Linked DNA regions of Mus musculus: region 2 is linked to region 1. A link is a contact called in public HiChIP or PLAC-seq data. All regions are on one chromosome and are shown on one strand. Each heading gives the region's core, a stretch centred on a gene start, on an enhancer-like site or on the middle of the called end of the contact. The rest is flanking DNA. Distances are from core to core; before and after follow the strand shown.

What was found. HiChIP or PLAC-seq counts read pairs in DNA pulled down with a chosen protein or histone mark.
Region 2: a FOXA1 HiChIP or PLAC-seq map of pancreatic cancer cells shows a contact between it and region 1. The contact joins two enhancer-like sites. A contact is called at or near these places in 1 of 39 promoter capture datasets (hippocampal neurons) and 3 of 115 datasets of contacts at active chromatin or transcription factors (bone marrow-derived dendritic cells, bone marrow-derived macrophages and pancreatic cancer cells).

Annotation. Positions count from the first base shown.
Region 1 is chr2:30,317,407-30,321,430 of GRCm38.p6, reverse strand. The region is part of intron 15 of Nup188 (nucleoporin 188); the gene reads right to left. Among named protein-coding and RNA genes, the nearest start is that of Gm39780, 21 kb to the right of the region's middle. Within about 2 kb of position 1,975, at least 8 of the 459 cell types and tissues checked have an H3K27ac peak or open chromatin away from gene starts, as enhancers often do. A contact at or near this core is called in pancreatic cancer cells, where this site is marked.
Region 2 is chr2:30,918,379-30,922,402 of GRCm38.p6, reverse strand. It overlaps a transcript of Ptges not described here. Among named protein-coding and RNA genes, the nearest start is that of Ptges, 17 kb to the right of the region's middle. Within about 2 kb of position 2,077, at least 71 of the 459 cell types and tissues checked have an H3K27ac peak or open chromatin away from gene starts, as enhancers often do. A contact at or near this core is called in pancreatic cancer cells, where this site is marked.

The DNA.
Region 1 (4,024 bases), core at 726-3,225:
ACATGGTGGAAGGAGAGAACCAATTCCCAAAAGTTGTCCTCTAACCTCCATAAATATACTTAAGTGTATGCACACAAACTAGATAGTCATTTTTATTATTTTATGTATTTATGTATTTATTTTGTACACAAGATCTCACAGTTCTATTCAGGTTGGTAGTGAACTCACAGGCTCAAGTGATCTTTCAGTCTCAAATCTTTCAAGTAGCTGGGTTCTAGAACTGTGTGCTACCAAGCCTGGTTTCAAATACACTTAACATCAAATTTCTCGTATTATTAACAGAACTGTGTGCTGTAGGGCTGGTTCCCATTTAATCCCAGTGCTCACTTGGGAGGCTGAGGTGAAAGCTAGTGTGGGCTACAAAGTTAAGACTAGTCTCAAAACCAAAAAACAGTTTGTGTTTTTGTGACTGGCAAGCCACCTGCAGGGTTTATATGTGACATAATCTATATGAGACTACAAGCTATCAACACAGCATGCTCTAAGATAACAGTTTCTCTTTAAGATGGAGTGGCATTCCTCTTTACACATATAGCACATGTTCATTTACCTCTCAAATATCCACTCGAAAACTTTTATTTTATACACAGCCTTTTCCCAACCATCTCTTGTTGAGGACTGTGGTTATGAAAATGACACGCTAGTTCCTAAGAGTTCACATGTTCAATGCAGTATTATGTATGAAGGCCTGACGCTGATGCATAATGATTGCAGAGGACCAAAGGGATGAGCGAGGTAGTTGCTGGTCCTTGTAGGAGACAGCAGCAGAGGGCACACAGCCAGGACAGTAGGCTATGCCCCTTTCTCTGTAGTACTGAAGTATGCTCTGCAAAAGTGGCACGTATGGTTAGCCAAGCAGTCATCACCCTGGTGCCAGGAAGGTTTACAGAGCACGTTCATCTTTCAATTTTTTTTTTTTTTTGAGACAGGGTTTCTCTGTGTAGCTCTGGCTGTCCTGGAACTCACTCTGTAGACCAGGTTGGCCTTGAACTCAGAAATCTGCCTGCCTCTGCGTCCGGAGTGGTGGGATTAAAGGCGTGTACCACCACTGCCCGGCGATCTTTAAATATTTTAAGGCAGACCATAAAGACTACCATTTTGACTTAGCTTTGTGGAATATTCTAAAAGCGAGGAGAACTAAACTGGCAAAATAATGTTTGAGTCTTTCCAAATCTTAGCCGTCTACATTGCTGTACAAGCTGTTCTCACCACAGCTGTACACTGGACCACTGCTCTCTGTATAAAGAATACTATTCCACTGAGACGGAGTGGAAGAAGCAACAAGACTCTACTGGGTAGAGCAAGCAATGTACAGAGTCAACAGTGTCTGACAGAATTCCCACTGTAGTGCAGATGGTGATCCTATGATGGTGGTCCTTTTCATGCAGCTTGCTAATCCAGTCTTCGTCCTTTTGAGACAGGGTCTCAATATTTAACCCTGGCTATCCTAGAACTTGCTGTGTAGACCAGGTTGGTCTTGTACTCTGCCTGTCTCTGTCTCTACCACTGTCAGCCCAATTTAAATCTTAACAACCATTCACACAAAACAGGTCATTAGAAGGATTATCTATTTTCTACATCTTTGAGCCTACTAACTTTTTTTGTTTGTTTGTTTGTTTGTTTTTGAGACAGGGTTTCTCTGTGTAGCCCTGGCTGTCCTGGAACTCACTCTGTAGACCAGGCTGGCCTTGAACTCAGAAATCCGCCTGCCTCTGCCTCCCAAGTGCTGGGATTAAAGGCATGTGCCACCATGCCCGGCAAACCTATTAACTTTTAAGTCTGATTTATAATATGACACCAAATAATGTGTAATGGTGACAAGTGAGACCCATCTCCTTTTTGGTGTGTCACCCGAGATAAACTACAGCACTGGAGCAGAGGTGACCCTCCAAACCCACACTGCACATCAGTTCATGGGCCACACATGACTTGGGCAGGAAGTCAGTGTAATCAGCAATGGACTTTCACTTACTTTAACTCTGACATCACTAAGCAAACAATCCCCAAAGTCTCTCCACAAGGTGGAGCTTCCAGGGAGCGTATAGAAAGCACATCTGACAGTATCAGAAGAAAATGTGCATTATTCCGTCCGTGATTTCTACAAGGACTTGTGTGAACACTAAAACTGAGGAGGGCACTTTGGTGCACACCTTTAACTTCTAGCACTCAGGAGGGAGGGTCTATAGGATCTCTGAGTTTGAGGCCAGCCTGGTCTATAGTGTAAGTTCTATGATAGCTAGGGCTATGTAAACAAACAGACACTGTCTCAACACACACACACACACACACACACACACACACACACACACACACACACACACACATAAAACAACCCATCCAAAAAAGATTTTAAATCAAATTTGAAGTGCTAAAACTTGGGCTTGAGCTGGGCATGGTGGCGCACGCCTTTAATCCCAGAACTCGGGAGGCAGAGGCAGGTGGATTTCAGAGTTTGAGGCCAGCCTGGTCTACAAACTGAGTTCCAGGACAGCCAGGGCTATACAGAGAAACCCTGTCTCAAAAAAAAAAAAAAAAAACAAACAAACAAAAAAACAAAACAAAACAAAAAAACTTGGGCTTGAGAGATGGCTCAGTGGTTAAAAGCACTGACCACTCTTCCAGAAGTCCTAAGTTCAAATCCCAGCAACAACATGGAGGCTCACAACCATCTGTAATGGTATCCAATGCCCTCTTCTGGTGTGTCTGAAGACAGCTACTCATGTATTCACATACATGAAATAAATATATCTTAAAAAAAATACTAAAACTAAACACAATATAGGAATATTTCACTAGTATCAACATGTACATACAGAAAACAGCAAAACTGTTTTTCTTCTAGTTTGATATTTGAATTATATGTATATAAAAAGATGGGTGCTCTGAAGAACACTTTAGGGCTGGATCCTATCTCATACTGCATAGACTCTGTGGGAAAAATGTTTAAATAGGAAACCTGAAACCTCCAGTGTTTAAGGGGTGAAAAGTCATTAAGTCAGAATAAACACACACACGCACACACACACACGCGCGCGCACACACTTGCGCGCACATGCTCCCATGTCCTCAGCAGGGCTTTCCTTCAGAAACCAAGCAGTGAGTGTCCTAGCATAAGAGAACATGCTCACAAAACCTTTGGGGTTAGTGTGCCTGCTACTAACACTGTCAACTTGACACAAGCTGGAGTCATACAGCAAGCATCTCAACTGAGACAATACCCCTCTAGCCTGGCCCGTAGGTAAGTCTGTGAGGCATTTTTTGGACTAACAATTGATCTGGAAGGCCCAGCCCACTGTGAGTGGTCTCAGCCCTGGGCAGGTATGAGAATGCAGGCTGAGCAAGCCAAGAGGAGCCAACCAGTAAGCAGAGTTTCTCCATGGTCTCCGTGTCACTTCCTTTGATAATGAACTGGAAGAGAAAACCAGCCCTTGCCTCCCCAAGTTGCTCTGGTTGTATGCTCATCACAGCAACAGAAACACTAGACAGTTAGCAAGAGAAAAGGCCCATGCACTCTAAACATAGCTATGTGGAAGGATGCACATCACACACTTCACTCATCAGTGACGCAGACCTCTGCCCTGTTTACCTTGTTACAGCACAACAGTAACACAGTAAGGGAAACTAGTGATGCAAAAACATTCATTTAAAAAAAAAGAAAAAAAAGGCAGAAGCTCAGTATGAAGTAGGAAAATCATGTATTCTGAGCCAGCGTGGGCTAACAGCAAAACAAGATGCTCTCAAAACAATCAAGCAGTCGGGAGTGGTGGTGTACACCTTTAATCCCAGTACTCAGGAGGCAGAGGTAGGTGGATTTCTGAGTTCAAGGCCAGCCTGGTCTACAAAGTGAGTTCCAGGACAGACAGGGCTACAGAGAAACCCTGTCTCGAAAAACCAAAAACAAACAAGCAAACAAACAAACAACAAAAAGAAAAAAAAGAAGAAAGAAAAAAGGAGAGGAGGAGAAGGAGAAGAGCGAGTGCTACTCAGCTGGGGAGCACTCACTGCTCGTCACACTGCTCTGAGC
Region 2 (4,024 bases), core at 828-3,327, 600 kb before region 1:
ATCTCTCCGGCCCACACCATCTGCCTTTGACCTTGGACTGAGCTATACACTGTTGAGCTCCCTGGGTCTGTAGCTCCTAGAGAGTGGATAGAAAGAGTCATTGATTGATCAATAGATTGAGACTATCTCACTAGGTAGACAGGACTGTCATGAGCGGGATCTGCTGGCCTCTGCCTCCCTAGTGCTGGGATTAAAGGTGTGAGCCTTCATGCACAGTTTGCAGGACTTTCCCAGCCTGTTTTACATTATCGTTATACAGGGGCCAATTATACACATCATAATCTCTTCTGCTGGGGAAATGCTCACCAGGCAAGTGTGAGGACCCCAGTGTGGATACCAAGCATCGACGTAAAGACAGGCACAGCAGCATGGGTGGTGCTGTAACCCCAGCATCCTTTAGGAAGACCTTATAGGAAGATCCTATAGGAAGATGGGAGTGGAGACAGGAGAATTTGCCAAAGCTCGAGGGCCTGCTAGCCTGGAGGTTTTGGTGCCTCCAACCAGGTTTCTACCTGGCAAGGCAAGGGCTGACAACTGAGGCTGTACCCTGATTTCCACAGGCACTCTGGCATGCGCACACCTGCTCCTATACACAGGAACACACACAACACACACAAATAAGTCTCATTATGCACCTGACACCACACACACACACACACACACACACACACACACACATGTCCTGTGGGCTCACACACATACACACATACCCACACACACACGCACGCACACGGGCCTGGAAAGGCGGCTTATGTTCAAACTCTCTGACTGCTCTTTCAGAGGACCCTGGTTTGGTTCCCAACATCCAGATGTGGCTCACAGCTTTCTGTAACTCTGGTTCCAAGGGAATCTGATGACCTCTTTTGGCCTATGTGGACACAGCACACATCTGTACAGTAACATACATGTTGGCAAAACACCCATACACATAGAATAAAACTCTTTTTTGTTTGTTTGTTTTTTTCGAGACAGGATTTCTCTGTGTAGCCCTGACTGTCTTGGAACTCACTTTGCAGACCAGGCTGGCCTCGAACTCAGAAATCTGCCTGCCTCTGCCTCCCAAGTGCTGGGATTAAAGGCATGAGCCACCACAACCCGGCAGAATAAAACTCATTAAAAGTGTGTTTGTGTGTGCCTGTGTGTGTCGGGGGGAGGGGATGGACATGTTAGTGCAGTATCTTTGGAGGCAGGAGAGGGCATGGACCTCCCCGAGCTAACCAATATAGAGGCTGGGGACTGACTTCTGTCCTCAGCAAGGGCAGTGCACACTCTCAACACTCAATCACTCTTCCCAGCCCATCCAGGGCTCATGTACTCAGGTGGGCCTTGAACTCACTGTACAGCTGTGGGTTGCATACCTATATATCAGCATACCTAGTTTATTAAACTGGTCATGGAACCCAGGGCTTAGTGCATGCCAGCCAATCACTACACCAGCTGAGTCCCATCTCCAATTCCTGCACTCCTGTTTTCTGATCCAGAAAACAGAAATAATAAAATCTACCTCTCTGAGCAGTGGCATGCCTTTTATCCCAGCACTCGGGAGGCAGAGGCTCTGTGAGTCCAAGGACAGCCTGATCTACATAGCAAATTCCAGGTCAGCCAGGACTATGTAGTAAGACCCTGTCTCAAAAGCAATAGTGGTGGTACTAGAGAGTTGGCTCAACAGTTAAAAGTACTAGCTCTTAATCAGAACCAAGTTCGATTCCCAGCATCCACATGGCAGCTTGCAACTGTCTATAACTCCAGTTCCAGGGGATCCAACACCCTCTTCTGATTTCAGAGGTCATTATGCACACTGGATACATACATACATACATGCAGGGAATTCATTCATGGACATGCAATAGTAATAATAGATGTACAGAGGTCTACATAATATGAAGATTAGATAAGTTATGCCTGGCACGTGGTAAGCATTATATAAGTGCCATAAAAAAAAATCCGCAGGAAGCTTGGCTCCTGACTCTGTTATGACTCATGGTATCTTTCAAGATAAAACACTGCCGGCGAATCCCGATGGTGAAGATTAGACAGAGGGAGGTGAGGTGGTGATGTCAGCCTAGGGTTGGCTTTGGTTACAGCCTGGGTTGACTCATTCAGGTTCAGGAACAGCTTCGTGGGCACACCCAGCCAGCCATGCTTAGAACGGCCTTTGTGTTTTTAATGCTCATCCACTGTTTATTTGGCTATTTTTTTTTTTTTGAGACAGGGTCTCACATAGTCCAGGCTTGCTAGGAACCGGATATGTGTCCAGTCTTGAGCTTCCAAGCATTCTATCACCATCTCTTGAACTGTGAGATTACAAGTGTGAACCGCCACACAGGGTCTAGACTTTCCTGGGCACAGACCCAGTGCTTCTTGTATGCAAAGCGAGCGTTTCACCAATCAACCTTTGTTTCCTGTTGGGCTTCATGTTTTTGTTGTCATTTTTAAAGAACAGAATGCTTTAAAGTATTATTTTGGGTATTTGTGTTTGTGCATATATACCACATGCGTGTGGTACCCACAGTAGTGAAAAGGGGGTGTTGACTCCTCGGAGTTGGAGTTATAGGTGTAGACACCCCACATGCACGCTGTTAACTGAGATCGGTCCAAGTTCTTACCCTGATGCTTTGTCAGCCCCACCCGTCTTTCTTCTCCACTTTTTTTCCTTTCTTTTAGTTTCTTTTCTTTTCTTTCTTTCTTTCTTTCTTTCTTTCTTTTTTTTTTTTTTTTTTTTTTTTTTGTCAAACGACATTTGAAAACACATTCTCTAGCTGGCTGGGTGTTGGTGGTGCACGCCTTCCATCCTAGTACCCTTGAGGCACAGGCAGGGGGATCTCTGAATTCCAGGCCAGCCAGAATGATCTAAAACAGCCAGGATATATATAGTTAGACCTGCCTCAAAAAAAAAAAAAAAAAAAATCAAAAATAAATAAATAATACAAACAGGGTTTTACTATGTAGCCCTGTGTGGCTTAAAACTTACTCTGTAGACCAGGTTGTCCTTGAACTCACAGAAATCCACCCACCTTCATCTCTAGAGCTGGACTACCGACCTTTATCACATAAAGGTTGACATAACTTGTCTGCTTTTTATTTGAGCCGGGGCTTCAAGTAGCTTAAGGTGTCCTTGGCTCTTTGTGTGGCAAAGGATAAACTACTGATGCCCCTGGCTCTGTCTCAAGTGCTGAGATTATAGCTATGTGCCACCATGCCTGGCTTTACTGTCTCTGCCTTGCAACACACACACGCACACACACACACACACACACACACACACACACTCACACAGCACTGGGGCCAGAGCACAGGGCTTAGAACACGCCCTGAACACGCTCAGCCACTGAACTACACCCAACCCCTTTAACATTCTTAACCTTTGAATAAAGAGCCCTGCATTTTCCAGTTTGCTTCCAGTTGCAGAAAGGACATGGCCAGACCTGCTTGGAGCTTCCGTTCTTCCTGTGCCCTCGGCAGTGATAGTCTCCTGGAAAGAGATTTCCTGAGCTGGGTTGCTGGAATGTGGGGCATGGCCCTCACTGGGGGACTTGCACACACTGGATAGATCTGGTATGCGGGCTGGAGAATCCTCGAGGGCAGCTGTTTGGTCTGGAGGTCTGGTCCAGCTCTGCAGGGCAGTGAGGGAGGGGAGGGGTTTTCCTACAGAGTTCTAAGGAAAGGATCAGATCAGAAGATCTGATCAGGCTTGGCTCTCGGAAGGAACAGGGATTTTGGAAAGCTATGCAAGGAAAGATGTATTAGCTGATTCCAGCAGCGCCCCTCCTTTGGAGTGAATTTCTTGACCTCTGGCTGGAGGTGGCGATGCTTCCATCCCCCACCCAGATGCTTGTGCCCTGACTGGTACCTTGAACCCGCTAATACGATGCTGAAGACGAAGCACATGCTTTTCTGCAGAGCACCGAGGGCTCCAGACTCCCTGGCATGGGGCTGGTGAATAGGCTGAGGCCGAGACAGGCCTTCAGGGAGCACAGAGCAGAGGTGAACTTGACTTCAAGAGGGAAGGAGGAAGCAGACACTT